Regions from separate parts of the Triticum aestivum genome. Here region 1 is linked to region 2. A link is a contact called in public Hi-C data. All regions are on one chromosome and are shown on one strand. The core of a region is the stretch at or near the end of the contact, and the rest is flanking DNA. Distances in the headings are between cores, read along the strand shown.

Region 1 (3,919 bases), core at 728-3,227, 480 kb after region 2:
CACATTCCAAATCCGCCGATGTGAAAATGCATAATAGACTCGTCGAGTACAGACACGGACCAAATGCACAAAAAACACATGTACTCCCTCCGTCCAGAAATACTTGTCATCAAAATGGATAAAAGGGATGTATCTAGACGTATTTTAGTTTTAGATACATCTTTTTTTATCCATTTTGATGACAAGTATTTTCGGACAGAGGGAGTACTGTACATAGCATAGGCTTACTGCACAACGGACTGGTTTCAGTCCCCGTTTCGTTTCATCTCGTTTCCCCACTCCAAAATACTTCTACTATGAACGCCGGCAGGCTCCATGACTGGTGAACCAAATACATACTGGCTGCAGGGTTCAGCTGAACTGCGTGCAGGCATGCCAAATTTTCTCGGATGGTCTAGTGGAGTCTTCATGAATCGGCTGCCAAGCTCTTCCGGTGGATGCTCATGAACTTGGCGATAAATTCTGCACAAGCAAAGCCAACAATTAACTTTCATGGTTTCAGGCTGTTTTAGTTTACATGATATCATGAGTGCCAAATTACCTTCCAGTTTCAGCAGTGCACTGGCTCCAGCTGGCAACCTCTTATCCTGAAATTCAGTATCGTCGTGCATGGTTATCATCGCTCACAGGGGAAGTGCATTTAAAACACGAAAATGCCGAGGAAACTCACGTAGTAGGCGTGCCAGTAATAAACATCTCTCTTTATGTTAGCATGGATTCCCTTTAGGAAAAGCTCTACAAGTTTCTGCAGGCAAAATGATAATCAAGAATGATGTTTAATCACACGGTTATGTCTGGAGAGCTATATAGTACTCCCTCTGCTCCTAAATTTAAGTCTTTTTAGAGATTTCAATATGGACCACATACGAAACAAAATGAGTGAATCTACATTCTAAAACATGCCTATATACATATGTATGTAGTTCATATTGAAATCTCTAAAAAGACTTATATTTAGGAACGTAGGGAGTAGCATCCTTGAGGTTAAATCTGAATAACTCGTACCTGGAGAACAAGTTTAGGAGGCACGGATTCAACCAAAAGTTTTTGGAGCTTGCCTCGTACCAAAAACAACCTGTGTAATACTTTGACGCGTTAGCAAATAAGGCTGCGAATATAATCGCACAGCTCAATAACATTTTCCAGTGTTAGTAAAATAAATAAAACAATGGTGAGTTGGTGACTGATCAAAGCTGCGGCAATTCATAAAGTGAAATATTGGTGGTACTTAAAGCATAATAATGATAAAATGTTCACAACCAATGAGATGTAAGGAAGGACAATGAAAACATTCATAGCTAAATTTTGTTTTACTCCAGCAAACCTTTTGGGAGAAGGATCTTCTAAAATTTCTGCTGCGAGTTCCTCAAGAACACCATGCCATCCTAGCGGTATAGCTTGTCCATCAACAAAGGGGTAACTGGTAGATCAAAGGGACAAATGGAAGTGAAGAGCACATGCTAGGATCATCATCATAATGCAAAACTGAAGGAAATAAAAAGACTTGAGAAGGGACAAATACTACAAAGCATACTTGTTAGCTTTGCATGCCTCCAGAGCCAATATCGCCTCCCTCATGTTGTGCGCGGATCGAGTCGCAATGGTGTAAGCCAAACTTGCGGGGAGATCGAAACTCTCTCTTTTTGATATGTGATTGAGAACCTCCACAACCTGTTTTATTTATTTATTTGCAAGTCAGCTAATGCAATGCATCCGAAAATGAAAGGCAAATACTGCAAGCATATTTGTGAGTCATCCGTGTTTCATTTCATCAAGATAAAACGGAACCTCAATCCCGGTGGATACAGGACACTCTCAGAGCCTCTCCGCCCGCTGTGTGGCTACCAGGTAGGTCCCCATTGACAGAAGTCGATTTGTTTTCACGTGTTGCTTCCACCAAACCCCACACAGGCAGGGCACACTGGCACAGCACACCCGCACCTTCGTGGTCGCCTTTCGCTCGCTCGAACCCTCTCCTTCCTTCCTCGCGAGCCCTCCGCGCTAGGGTTTCTGGCGGCCGGCTGCCCATCTTCTCGGAGACGGCGTCGTCTCAACTGAGGAATCGAGGCTCGAGGCCTATGACGGAGGCCCGGGACGAAGCCCAGGAAAAGGTCCAGCCCACAAAGAGGATCCGGCAGCCAGCCAAAGAGCCAACCGCTACGCGTCTGTCTGACGACGGGGTCAAGTGAGGTTTCTCTCTTAAAAAAAATGTAAATCCATCAATTGAAAAATAGCCGTTGGCTTGTAAATCCATCACACGGGATCGGAGAGGCGGCCTTCATCTCGGAGCAATCCCCCATCCAATTCGCCCAAATCCGCATCAGGCTGCTGAGAGAGAGAGAGAGAGAGAGAGAGAGAGAGAGAGAGAGAGAGAGAGAGAGAGATGGGTAGGGCAAGAAGGGGAACGGCGGCCAAGGGCAAGAGGAGGCCGCGTCCTGCGGCGAAGGCGGCAGCCGTGGCGGGCGACGGGCACGAGGAAACCAAAGATGGACCTGAGAAAGCCGCCGGCGGCGGGGGCCGCTTCTTCTGCTGCTACCTCCTCCGTTCGCTCTGCCCGCGCAGCAAGAGCCGCACGTACATCGGGTACCCCCACTCCCCACCTCGTCTCGCATCAATCCAAAATCTCATCTTTGCTTCTTGCACCTGATTGACGGTTGTGTGGCAGGTTCACGGTGAACCCGCGGCGGCGGATCCGGCAGCACAACGGCGAGCTCCGATGCGGCGCCTGGCGGACCAAGCGCGGCCGCCCCTGGGAGATGATGCTCTGCATCTACGGCTTCCCCACCAACGTCGCCGCCCTCCAGGTAATTAACAACCCCTTCTTCCAAGATTCACTTCGTCCCGTGATGGGTTACGATTCCTCTGCTTCTTCTTACTAAACGTGTGTTTCTCGGCCTGCAGTTCGAGTGGGCGTGGCAGCACCCAACCGAGTCGCTGGCCGTCCGCAAGGCCGCCGCCGAATTCAAGTCGCTCGGCGGCATCGGCAACAAGGTCAAACTCGCCTACACCATGCTCAACCTCCCTTCATGGGAGAAGTAAGGCCCCTCTCTCTTTCTCCTATCTCTAGCTGCTCCATCCATGGATTCTTCTTTCCTTGGGGCCGGCCAGAGTTGACTAGTAACAGTATTACTGATGTGAACGGCTGTTCTGATGCCTGTGTCTGTGTGTGTGTTGCCAGCTTGAATCTGACGGTGAACTTCTTCTCCACCAAGAATACCAAGTTCACCGCGGGCTGCCCGGCCCTCCCCTGCCACATGAAGACTGTCGTTAGCCCGATGGAGGATCTCCCGTGCTACGTCGAGGGCCTTTCGTCCGAGGAGGATATTATGGAGCCTAGAGAGGATGAAGAAGAACCAGATGCGGTTGTTGGCAGCGACGCTTCTGATCATGGTTTGCAGACACTGGATTTGGAAACCAGAATTGTAGGCGGTGAATCAGACACTGATGAGTTTTTTGCTCCAATGGATCGGAGTGAGGTCATTGCATCAAGAATTTCAGAATCCTCTGCAGCCCAGCCAGTGGAAGAAGAAACCAGAATTGCTGACTGTGATGTTGAATATACCGTTGATGACTTCGGTGAATCAGACACTGATGAGTTTTTTGCCCCGATGGAACGGAGTGGGGTCTGTGGATCAAGAATTTCAGAATCCTCTGCGGCCCAACCAGTGGAAGAAGAAACCAGAATTGCTGACTCTGATGTTGAATATCCCACTGATGACTTCGGTTACATGGAATGGGGAGGAATTCACGAGACATCGGAATTGCACGTGTCTAGAACACCACCTCGATGTTCCTCGAGCTCGTGCAGCGATGATGTTGCTGGAAGATCAGTAAACTGTGTGACAGGAGAAGCATCTCCAGTGTTGAAGGCAGGTTCAGACGATGGTAATCTTTTCTTCCATGAAATTGATGTGGTAGA
Region 2 (4,166 bases), core at 705-3,204:
AATGTAAGGTGCACACCCCTTCTCATAAATAACTTAGAAAAGAACACTAGCAAGACATCAGTAAACAATACTAGTAACAACTAACATTAATTTAACAGATAGGCACGAGCTGCAGTTAGAATAGGCTAATAATCTATGCCAGCACAGGACTGTAGTACGTTAGTCAAAGTTAGCATGATCTTAGGAATCGAAACAAAATAAAATAAAATCTGAAGATGGCATCACGTCCTAAATAACTCAACATATTAACCTAAATAATGCTCTACTGAATGTTGGGTGGTGAAAGCTATGTATGGACTATGCAAAAATGGAAAACGGAAAACCTGACCCTGTATTCTCATGTTTTTGCATGAGTTGCCTAATCCTGACCACGTAGCTCTTTCCACATCAATACTGACACATATATCACAAGTAATTCAACTTTGTCCATCCCAATAACCCTTTGTGTTGGCAACTACCCCTAAACACAGCGCAGTTGCATCCAAGGATACACAGTTTCCATGTTCCCTGAACTGGGCTCTACATTGCCTGATAATTGACCACATAATATACTAGCAGACTGAAAATGGCCGCAAAGAAAGACAGATCTAAGCAACTTCATTGGCATTTGAAAAGCCAGAAAAAGTCCCCAGTCGACAACGCCACACGTCCACACGCAAAAGGCTAAATGTAAAGTGCACAGCCCTTCTAACAAGTAACTTCCAAAGAATAGCAGCAATATACTATCAGTAAACAATATTAACAAGTAACACTAATTTAACAGATAGACAGGACCTAGGCTAATAATTTATGCGAGGACTGGACAGGACTGCAGTGTACTAGTCAAAGCTAGCATGATCTTCAGAAGCAAAATAAAGTAAATCGGAAGATGACATCACGTCCTAAATAGTACTCCTAACTGAACATCAGACAAGATTAAGAGCCTCCCCTTGAAGAACAACTGCCGCATGGTCCAACTCGTGCTCTCTAGAAATAGTAACAGAATCATCCAGGAGCATAGGCGAGACAAAGCACAAATGCGGGTAAAAAAGAACATTATCTAAGAGGGGAAACAGCCGCCGCAACCGCAACGAACAGATTTGGAGAGCAGCGACGCATGCTGCTACAAGTTTGGCAAACTAGAGGAAAGAGAAGTTGCTCAAAAAGGACGAGAAGGAACACCACGGAAGGAGGAAAATATCCGCGCCTCTGCAGCCGCGAAACAGATCGGACTAAATCCAGAGAACGGACAAAAATCGAAAAAAAAGCGCCGCCGAGTTCTCGTCGTCGTCTTCGTCCTATTCGAAACTCAGGGGAGATTTGAGCACTTGAATCGCGGTGGAAAGGCCGTTCAAGACCACCGAAATGCACAGGAACGTACACAGGGAGAGATGGAGGAGCAGGTGAACAGAGGGGGGAATTTTACCCTGCGGAGCAAAAAGGGAAGCAGCAGACGAGAAAGAGGCCACGAGCCATACCACAATCGACCGATCGCGAAACGCACCACCATCCCTCAGACGAATCAGAGCAGAAGGATCCCACCTAAACCACCGAACCAGGGAGGCCGTAACCGGAGAAAAAATAAGCAGCAGAAGAACGGACTGCAAGCGACAGGAACCAGGAAATGCGCTCACTCGTACAGTACAGTGGCACAGCGCCACGCCTCAACAAACCAGCGCCGCCGCCCCGTCGAACGGGCGGCGAAGCAACCGGTCCGGCCACCCGAAACGGAACCGACGGCAGGGAAGGGAGGAGAGGGGAGGGGGAGGGAGAGGGATCCCTCACCGGCGGGGTTGATCTGGCGCGACGGCAGCGGAGGCGAGGGCGAGGGAGCAGCAGCAAGCGCGCAGCGCAGGACCCGATGCCGCGATATTAACTTTGAGGCGTGGCCTTCCTTTCTGGCGACGCGAAAGATATACGGGGGGAAAGCGCCGTGGGCCTGGCGGGCGTCCGGGGCCGGTCGCTCGGGCTTCCGTGGCCGTCGGATCGCCGGGTGGACGGCTGGGAGGCGGCCACGCGGGGGATAACGCTTTAGTGGAAGCAAGAGTGGGATGGAAGCCGCGGTTGGGGGGCCGAGCCGCACCGGATTCCCTCGCACCACCCACGAGACGAGAGCATATACTGGGAATCGGGACCCCGGGGTTTGTGGACCTCGTCCACAGTCGACCTGCTGGAAGCGTCGCCTCCGTACGGGTGCCGCGGCTTCTGTCGCGCATGGACCGGGTTTTTCTTCCTCCATTTGTCCCGAGACCAGTTTCGATTTCAGCTGTTTGGTTGCCAATAAAATCTGCAAAGTATAGAGAATTAGCTAAAGTAAGTTCTACATTACCTTTAGTTCGACATTTTCGTAAACTGGCTCGATGTTTAGCTACGGTATCTTTTTGGAGGAGTTTGTTTTGATGGCTAATGAAAGTGGCTTTCATTTGGTAGACTAGAGAGAACATTGCGGCATCCCTGTTGCACATGTCCATCAGGGTGAAAGGATGGACGCGGTGCTTCCTAGTTCGGGTGATGTGCTACGTGGCTACTCCGGGTATGGTGCCGCCTTCGGCGAAAAAAGAAAGAAAAAAAGGTATGGTATGACCGTCAAAGGAGCAGACTCTGTGCGATGCACAGCTTTGCGGCCGCTGACAAATACACAAACAAAAGAGAATCCTGTAGAAAGAAAGATGTTACAAACGTTAGAGCATCTCCAGTCGCCTCCGACGCCTTTTTAGGCTCGGTTTTAGGCTCGAACGGCGCTTTTCGCCAAAAAACGGCTCAGCCACGCCCCCAACACCCTCCAAGACGTCAAAATAGCGCCGGCAAACCCAGACGAAATCCGGTGCGCTGGGGGGCTCTTGGGGCGCCGGCGGAAGTTTCGGCGAATCGTGTCTCACCACATGTCCTTTTTTTGGCCCACTTAATCATTCTTCTCACAAATTTTTGCTTGGGGTGAGGTGTGACTGAAAAGATACCCTCTTTATTTCGCCAAATTTCGCCGGATGACCCCCAAGACACCAACTTTTTTGGTTCGGTGGTGTTCTTGTGGCTGCCAACGGCTGGAGATGCTCTTAGAGGACAATGGTTTCAAATCCTAAATTTAACATTGATGTTCACAATTTTTTTTGATTTATTTCAGATTTTTCAGCGATATTCGTTCAGTGGGAGAAGATATTTCCGTCAACTTCAAGGCGCCTATGATGACTTCATCTCTCGAAGTGGTCATATGGATAGGTGTGCGCGTGTTCACAGGGTGGTTGTATGCGGTGTATACTTGTGTATGTGGCCAACTTCGAGTTAAAAAAATGTTTATTTATACTAAATGACCCTTCTGAAAAAAAAATCCATCCGACTACCTCTCAAAAAACTTATTTATGAATATGCCTCATTATAATACGACAAACCGCTTTATTACAATCATACCCATGGTGTTACTAGAGCGTTTGGCTATATCAACTTTATGAGTGTAGTCGAAGGGTTTGGTGCGACTACGAGTAATTTACTGTCTGAGCACGTGAGCGTAGTCAAGTCATTTGGAGCAAGTCGTACACTTATTATAGTCAAACGATTTGGCTACGCTACGTGTATGAGTGTAGTCAAACGATTTAGCGTATATATAGAGGATCATATATAAAAATAAGTTTTTTGAGAGGTCAGTGGACAAATTAAGCTTTCTGAAGGGTCATTGGGTAGATATATTAAAATAAGTTTTTTGAGAGGTCAGTGGACAAATAATATGAAAGAAAGATGATGTAAGGGAGCACGAGGCAGATAGGTCGATGGGCAAGGACGCAGAGTTTCTGCACCCGAGCTCAAATGAGCTCGGGTGAACAGTAAAATCAAAACAAAATAAAAAAAGTTTAAAAAATTCCAATTTTTTTGGAAGAAACATTGACAGAAGTTTTTAAATACTTGCAAAAATTTGTCATGAAATCACATTCCTAGAAGGCGTGGCAAAAAAAAATCGATACTATGAAAATGCTACTTCCAAAAGCATTTTGGAGCACTGAATTTGTTTTTATCATGCCTTACAGGAATGTGATTCCATGACGATTTTTTGCAAGCAGTTAGAACTTTTATCAATGTTTCTCCCCAAAAAATATTAGTTTTTTATTTTACTGTTCATCGAGTTCATTTGAGCTCGGGAGCAGAAAGACACTTTTGGATGGGCGAGACCAACTTTTTCCTTTTGACAACGAGCCTTC

The links. Hi-C and Micro-C count contacts between places; a contact is called where the count stands out from the background.
Region 1: a contact with region 2 is called in a Hi-C map of leaf, with 3 times the contacts expected there. The contact joins the promoter of LOC123137920 here to the promoter of LOC123137918 in region 2. A contact is called at or near these places in 2 of 5 Hi-C or Micro-C datasets (both in leaf).

What each region holds. Positions count from the first base shown.
Region 1 is chr6B:546,169,133-546,173,051 of IWGSC CS RefSeq v2.1, forward strand. It overlaps LOC123137920, which reads left to right and starts at 1,978. Exons shown (of 4, transcript XM_044557813.1): 1 at 1,978-2,583; 2 at 2,666-2,804; 3 at 2,902-3,035; 4 at 3,179-3,919. The coding sequence starts at 2,384. LOC123137919 reads right to left here. Exons shown (of 12, transcript XR_006468578.1): 6 at 1,535-1,671; 7 at 1,325-1,420; 8 at 1,006-1,075; 9 at 671-745; 10 at 542-587; 11 at 1-462.
Region 2 is chr6B:545,691,157-545,695,322 of IWGSC CS RefSeq v2.1, forward strand. LOC123137918 (soluble inorganic pyrophosphatase) reads right to left here and starts at 1,955. Exons shown (of 9, transcript XM_044557810.1): 1 at 1,765-1,955.